2 separate regions of the Rattus norvegicus genome follow, and region 1 is linked to region 2. Evidence: chromatin contacts called from public HiChIP or PLAC-seq data. All regions are on one chromosome and are shown on one strand. The core of a region is the stretch at or near the end of the contact, and the rest is flanking DNA. Distances in the headings are between cores, read along the strand shown.

Region 1 (3,933 bases), core at 755-3,254, 530 kb after region 2:
AAGCCTGGAAGTAAGAACTGAGCTTTTCTAGGGACTGACTGGATCATCAGAGCCACTCCTTGGTGGGGTGGGCAGAGCTATCCTTGATCAATGGCGTGGTCAACATGGGCTCTCAGGCAACCACCATGTGCCCACACTATTATGATTAACACTATTATTCTTGGGGGACATTAAATTAAGGGATGACACAGGAAGCCAAGACAGTGGCTTATTCAGTTGGATTCTGAATCACAGTCAGGAAATAGTCTTTCTCTGGTGCCAGCATAATTTCATTTTTCTTAGTACAAATTCAAAGGAAGGTTAGGTCATTCTGGAGGCCAATCTCACGCACAGTGTTCTACACCTTTAAGACGAAGTTGTGCATGAGGTTGTCATACTGTGTAACGGTAGGACTGTCCATTGTGCTCTTGATGGGAATGCCTTCTGTGTTTGCCACGATGATTCCCTGCACCCCTTTCTGGCTCTGAAGTCTCTTGAGTGTTTGCTCCACCTCTGCCATCTCGGACAGATCCAGCAACTCCGAATCACCAACACTCAGCCCGAGAGTGAGTCTGCTCTTGACTCTGCAGTCTCTGCTAGCTGCTAATATTCTTGGCTTATGGCCACTGCTGTCCAGTGCATGCCTTTTTCTCTCATCACCTTCTTGCTCTGTATGCTTCTTCTCCTAGAGGGACACGTGTGCCCCAGCAGATAATCCAGGATAATGTCTCTGTCTTTAGGATTCTTAATTTAATCCTCCCCGCCAAGTCCCTTCCACCTTACAAGGCAATAGCCACAGACTCCAGGGGATATGTTCTAGGATCATAATGCACGCCGTCTGACAGGATTCCCAGAGAGGGAAGCCAATAAGAGGAAAGAGAAGAGAATGAGAGAAAATTACACACTAGGGTTTGGGAGTGGGGTGGGCAGTACAGGAGAATGACTGCCACGATGCCTGCGTGAGTGTTCCTCTCTCCAGCTTCCTGATGTCACAACATTGCCACCCTATGGAAGCATTAGGCTCAAGATAGAACCACTTGTGAGGGTGACTGAGACTCAGCCAGACTACCGAGGTCACCTTCCCAACCTCACAGATCATGACCGAATAGACAGGAACCCATGCACACTATGGTCACGTGGTCTGGGGAAGAAGAGGACACAGGAAATGACTATACTCCTACTCTCAACACTGTATTCAACCAATATCACCCAGGTCTAAAGGACAAAGAGCCAAGGTGAGCTCTCACCTTGAAGACCTAGAATCCCGTAAAGCTGAAGGACTCCAAGTGAAGCTGGACACACCTGGCCATGGCTATGTGACCTTGGACATCACATCCCTGCACCTCCTTTCCACACCCCAAATTACTGCTACCAGCAGTGTCTACTATGTGGGGTTAAACATGGGGAGCAGCGTAATGCTTCCCAAGATGCTCGGCACCGAAACACACAGATAACAAAAGCCAGCATTCCCAGCCCTCCCTGGGCTGGTACCTGAGTTGGGCCTGCCCTACCGCTTGTCTTCCCTGTCCTGTGGGGAGGGAGCAAGCAGGGACATGGGCTGCAGCTCTGTTGTTATCTGTAGCTTGCTGAGCTGGCCTGGTTAGGACAAGGTTTCTGTACCACTGAGGAACACCTGAGGTAGTAACAACTAGATCCTATTAGTCCTTGCCTATTTCCTTCCCAAGAAACCTATCAGTGTGCAGAAAATCAGAGAACAGGCGGGATCCAATATAATTTCTTCCCCCTCCCCCACCCCTGCTCCCTTCGCCATCCTTCCCATCCTTCCCCGCTCTCCCGCCCTCCTCTGCAAATAATGCCGTATCATTGTTAATTTGGGGAACCCAGTATAGTCACTCCCCTTCCCCACAGCACCACATCACTCTCAATATGAATCCCCAGGGGCTTCTGGGACTGTGCTGTTTGACTCCTTTGGAGACTCTCCACAAATCAGCCTCACACCCAGTACCCGCTGCCAGTGTGGGCTAGCAGCCAGACTGGATAAAGTGGGAGTGAGCCTCTCCGCACCCTGGGCCTTCTAGGGGGCTCCCTCTGAACAAGAGTGTCTTTCAAAGCTGTGAAGCCAACTGTGGGACAGGCCCGCCATTGTCCAAGTTGTTTTAAAGAGCTTTGGAAACCAGGACTGGTGTGACAATCTTCTGACTAACATTGACGCTGGAGGTCACAAGTTTGGGGTAGCCACAGGGAAACCATTGTGATCTCAGGCGCCCAAGGCCCGACAGTGGGTGGGTGAGGAAAACTCATACCCAGCTGGAAAAAGAGGCATCTCCCTTCTATAGAAACCCTTTATAGTGGATGTAGAGTGCCATCCCCTACTCTCCCTCCTTAGGAGAGGGGCTAGAGCTTTAGAAAAATGCCCTGCCAGTCTACCCTAAGGCTATCAGCAGCATAGCCTCCTGTCCTTCCCAGCCCCACCTGGCATCATAGTTCCTGCCCCGCTTCTGCCTCTCCCTTGGTTTCCAGAAAGAACGGAGCAGACCCAGGCTGCCAGTCTCCTCAGCTCCCTGCTGCTTCCTTGCCAAGGACTTCCCTGTGCCCACAAGCCTGGTCCAAATGCTAAGCAGCCAGTGAACACAAGCCCAGAATCCCTTCCAGCCTGTGACACTACACCCTCTCTGTGTATCACAATTTGACAATATCTCAAGTTCATTTCTTAAAACAGAGAGTTCCGCAGGCATAGCAGCATGCCCTGATCAGCCTAGACCTGCATGCCGTGACATCAGGAACTAAACAGACGTGTATTCCTGCCAAGCAAGAGAACTCTCAACATGACTTGCCTGTTGTCGTTGGCTTTTGTTTTTTAATGTGGGCTTGGGTGGTGTGTTTTTATTTCTTCGGGTTTTGTTCTTGAGACAGAGTCTTGCTCTCTCTATCACCTAAGCTGCCTCATGATCTTCCTGCCTCGGCCTTTGGTGCGCTCCACCACACCTGGCCACTTTCTTTTTATTAAAACTTAGCAGAGTATCTGCAGAAGACAGAGATGCAAAGGGCCTTAAGACTGTGAGGTCAGATGTCATCTTTGTGGGCTAGGAAGTGGGAGCATTGATGCCACCCTTCCCTGAGGCACACAGCTGGAAGTGGAGACTTTCTTTGTGCCACATCCCCGCCTGCCACCCCCATGTCCCTATATCCTTCCTTCTCACAGGATCACAAGCTCCGTGACAAGGTGCAAACATGAAGTCTTATCAGAAGGACTCTGCTTCCATGAGGACCACTCCTCTCCTCTGGACAAGGAGATTCCTCAGGGCTGCTGAGGGGAGATGATCAGATTGAGCTAACATCAGCGATAGGTACAGACCGACCAGGGTATTGTCAATGAGGTGAGGTAGAGGGAGTACCCAGGCCTAAGGCCTGCACTGGTGCTGAACCTGCCTTTCAGGCAGGGAAAGACTCGGAGTCAGCTCTCTGCCCCAGCACACCAGAGGCCGGGTCCCTCGCCATTGCTAAATGATGTGTTCTCATGCATTTCCCTTCCTTCTTTTCTCTCCATTTTGCATAGGGCACCTCAAGTGCCCAAAAGACTGAGTTTCACTATGACATTTTTGTACAATCATATAATACTCTGACTATATTCACCCTTGCACTGCCCTTTCTTGTCCCTGTCATCTTCCTCTATATAAAACTGAAGAGTCAGGCATGCATTTACCCCAGCACTCAGGAAGCAGAGGTGGGTGAATCTCTGTGAGTTCAAGCTGGCCAGCTCTGCACAATGAGTTCTGATACAGCCAGAGTTACATAGTAAAGAGATCCTGTCTCAACACTCAAACAAAGAAAAATCCTGGAGAGCCATCTACATGGTCAATACCACTGGACAATTCTGTCCTCTGTTAATAAGAAGTGGAGAGACATTGTCTGGCTGACAACAAATCGGCTTCAAAACCCTAAGGATATAGGGACATGGGGGTGGCACTCGGGGATGTGGCACAAAGAAATCGA
Region 2 (3,896 bases), core at 282-2,781:
TGCCATGATAAGAGATGACCACGTCTGGACATTTTACCCCAGTCTAATGTAACCCAACTCCCTAAGAGACACGGTCGTGAGTTTCTAAAAATCGCTTCCTCCATGAGTTCCTGACTGAATGGGAGCAATGGGAGGTTCCCAGGTAACTAATGTGTGACGCTGCCTCATGTAGTGAAACATGGGGGTGTGTGTGGTGCTGCTGGCAGGAGGACGCTCTCAGGTAAGAAACAACCAGGGCAGCCTTGAAGTCTGACTTAATCTTTCCAGTAGTCAGAGAGGGAGGAAGAGAGACCTAATCGAACAGGGAGGCCTCACATACAAACGTTGAGGTAAAGCAGGTCAATTTTAGGATGAGGTGAGTTTGGGTAGAATACTATGCCACTGAGGAGCTTGGGGGGAAAAGGACACTCAGACTGAAATTTGGATCTCGTAGCCTTGAAGGCTGTGCTAACTAGCCCCACAGTGTTTGTTTCTGCTTTTAGCATCAAAGTATGGCCACATAGGATGAATCTGATCATCAGGTCGGAATAAATTAAGGTGCTGGGGGAAGAAAAAGAGATGGAGGGAGGGAAAGGTCAGGAGGCTACTCTGACTGTCTAGACATGAAGTAATAAATACTTAAACCTGTCTGGGAGTAGAGACGACCTAACTGTCAGACATAGTCTAAAGGGAAGACTCAATGACAACCAGTCAGAAGCAGGGCTGGGGTAGTGAGAAGCACAAGGCCAGAATAACCCAAAGGTCTGAGAAAAAAACATCTGAGCCTTGGTCCCTGGCTTCTCCTCTGTCCCCATGTATTCTGAGCCACTTTCAAGGACTCCCACTCCCTCTATGATCTGCTGCTGTTTACTCCCGAATTCTCTTTAAGATTCACCTCCTTCTCCAGCACCAAGGGCTGTGGCGCCTTCAATTTTTTTTCATTATCCAATTTTTTAGTAAAAAGTAAATGAAGAGAGAGGTTTCTCCTCCCCAGAGGCTGGTAATCAGGTTTTTGAAAGGATGCTTTAGACCCCCTCACCCTAAACGTGACACGGACAAAACAAATCTCCTCCCCCCAGACTTGTTTTTCCTTCTGCTCAGTTCTTATGTGGCAATAATTTGTTGAATCACTGCCGAGTATCAGGCAATATCCTAGGCAGTTGATATTTATTATTTCCAATCCCCAGAAGAACTTTGCAAGTAATTATTTTAAAGATGAAAGAAACAAACATAAAGATGTTAATAGCTTAGGCGAGTGCACGCAGCCGGTAAATCTCGAGTGTGGATTTGAATCCACAATGCGCAACTGCGGTGCTTGTCGAGCTTGGAGTCCTCCTCGATTCGATTCCTTTACCGCTCCCATCCCCCATCGCTCCAGTCAGAGCTGCGCATGACTCTTTCACCACCACTTCCACTCCTCTCCTCCCAATGTCCAACTATTTCCCATTCAAGATCCGAGGATAAAATACAAATGTCACTATTTAACTTACCTGCTTTTAAATAGCATGTCTGGTCACGGGACAAAGGTCAGATGTCTGAATAAAAAGGCTTCCTGTGTACCACAGCTGGGCCCTAGCCCAAGTTTCCATTCTCATTTCAGCACTTATCCTGTGCCGGTGCCTCTGTCTCACAGTAAAGACATTCAGCGAAAGGCCTTCTCTCAGTCTTTTCTGTCTGGGAAACCCCTGATAGCTTGGCCCAGAGCCTTAGGACTCTTCCTTTCCCTTAGTTTCGCCTGTGTAGGGGCCAGTTGCCTTTGTACTATCATAGCTGGTTCTAGAGAGATATATACCTACACGTCCCTAAAAGTAATTCTTCTCCCTGTGCACATTAGCCTCTTTTCCCTTTAAACTGTAAATCGCCGTGAATGAGTTTAGTAACAACTGCCCCAGATCGGAAACTCTGCTCCTGCTCAGAAGTGCCATCTCTCTAACCTCCCCCCGACAGAGTTCTCCCTTCTCTCCTCACACTGGGCACAGAACTGGCTTCACACTGTGCTTTACCTCTGAATGTAATACTTCCCTTCTTAACCTAGAGAGTCACTTCTCTCGGGAAGGATCAGTCTGGCCCATTTAGGTGGAGCCAAGAGCTACACTCTTGCACAGAACCAGAATAACAGTGTCTATTTCATAAATATTTGATTACTAATGAATGAAATTTTCACCTTACTATTCACCATCAAGTATGCAGCACACAGGGGAGGTACTTTGAACTCGTTTGGCAACAGGTTTCTTGAGATATTGGCGTGCTCTCCCTAGTTCTGTAAAACTCATGAATGCTTACTTACTTAATTTGGGTGATATTCATTCATTCCTATGTCTTCTTTTCTACCCTTCTCCGCTAAAAGTTCTTTTAAATCTCTCTTCTCAGTTCCAGCCACAACCAAGACACATTCTAAACTCCTGCAAACAGCTCCAAGATCCCTCGATGGTGCTGCCACAGAAAATGCTTTATCCTTAGCTCGAAGAACAAAACTTGGGGTAGCTGTCTTCAGTACTGCCTGTCGATCTCATTAGATGCCTATTTGATAGTATCTATGCCATGAATTTAGAATATAAACTCATAATACAACAGAGAAATCTTTGAACCTGAAAGAAATACCAGTGACCATTTTTTTAATCAATGACTTTTGCATAAAATGTTACAAAACCTCTTTCAGTGACAGATATGTTTTTGAACTGTTTTGTTTTATGTCACACTTTTATAACACTTAGATTCATCCAGCAATTATGGTTTATTATTTACAAATAGAAAATATGCTAATCTAGTCCAGGCTCTTTCCAGGTAAATATTAAAAATCATTAGTAACTCAGAGCGCACGCTTGAACGGTTCCTCCAGCTCTCTGCGTGGACTCTACACCAGGACCGCCAGTTCCCGTAAGTACCTGCTGCTCATTGTATGTGGTCAGGGTGAAGAGCGGCTTTTGAAGAGTGAATTCCTCCTCACTCACAGCGCCTATCCGAGCTTTCCAGGCCAGTGTCTCTGACATCATTCTAACTGGATCAGACCGGACAGCGACAGCAACCTGAGGGAAGAGAAAGCAGGGACGCTCAAGTGGGGATACAAGTCAAAGGCTTCTGGGTAAGATTATGGGTTTGCCTAGTGACCATTACAAAATTTTTATTACGTCTAAAACAGTAGCGGAAAGAGCAAAGGAATATTAAACCCAGGCCAGTCCCAGATACTAACAAAGGAGTTACAACACATGTCAAACAAAACATTAACAATTATAACCACCCGTTAACGATTAGTCATAATTATGATTGATTTCAGATTATATATATTCATCTGTGTGATAAAAGTCAAAGGCAATCGGACATTGGAAACCCCCTTGAAAATGGCAGATAGCAACAAAGATTCATATTTCAGCAGCCATCCACCTGTGGTTATGAGTATCAGCACATGAGGTTTTCTGGTAAAGTCGATTGCGCGGTCATTGCTGGGCAAGCTGGGTGCACTTCCATTGTACTAGGAGAGTGGATTTCTCGGGACTGTCACAGAAAATGCATCACCTTTTGACTATAAAGCCGGAGAGCCATTTTACCATGAAGTCCTTGTCCTACATAGTAATAACTATTCTGACCCAGATCTTAATGAAAGGAAGTCACTAATTTTGTCAATAATATGCAACATTACCCACACCTGCCTATTAATTCTGCAAGTCAAGAATTTGCATGACGTAAATGGCATTTTAATGCCATTTCAAACTGTAATAAAATGACTGGGGTCAAATGTAATTTAATTATTATAGGTTTCCTGGCACAAATGTCATATATTATAGTTCTAAACACTGATTCTTTATGGTGAGAACTGAAGACTTTTCTTAAGGACTACTGGGTAGAAGGAGTTCTAGTCACATGGATTCTATAGTACCCATTCTGTAGTTACATTTGCAACATGAGTATATTCAGTGATT

What was found. HiChIP or PLAC-seq counts read pairs in DNA pulled down with a chosen protein or histone mark.
Region 1: an H3K27ac HiChIP or PLAC-seq map of oligodendrocytes shows a contact between it and region 2, with 6 times the contacts expected there. The contact joins two enhancer-like sites. A contact is called at or near these places in 1 of 12 Hi-C or Micro-C datasets (prefrontal cortex) and 1 of 1 datasets of contacts at active chromatin or transcription factors (oligodendrocytes).

What each region holds. Positions count from the first base shown.
Region 1 is chr3:64,293,212-64,297,144 of GRCr8, forward strand. It overlaps the pseudogene LOC103691811. Among named protein-coding and RNA genes, the nearest start is that of Dapl1, 75 kb to the right of the region's middle. Within about 2 kb of position 2,005, at least 49 of the 93 cell types and tissues checked have an H3K27ac peak or open chromatin away from gene starts, as enhancers often do.
Region 2 is chr3:63,767,325-63,771,220 of GRCr8, forward strand. It overlaps Ccdc148 (coiled-coil domain containing 148), which reads right to left. Exons shown (of 15, transcript NM_001107732.1): 14 at 2,865-3,005. Among named protein-coding and RNA genes, the nearest start is that of Upp2, 87 kb to the left of the region's middle. Within about 2 kb of position 1,532, at least 7 of the 93 cell types and tissues checked have an H3K27ac peak or open chromatin away from gene starts, as enhancers often do.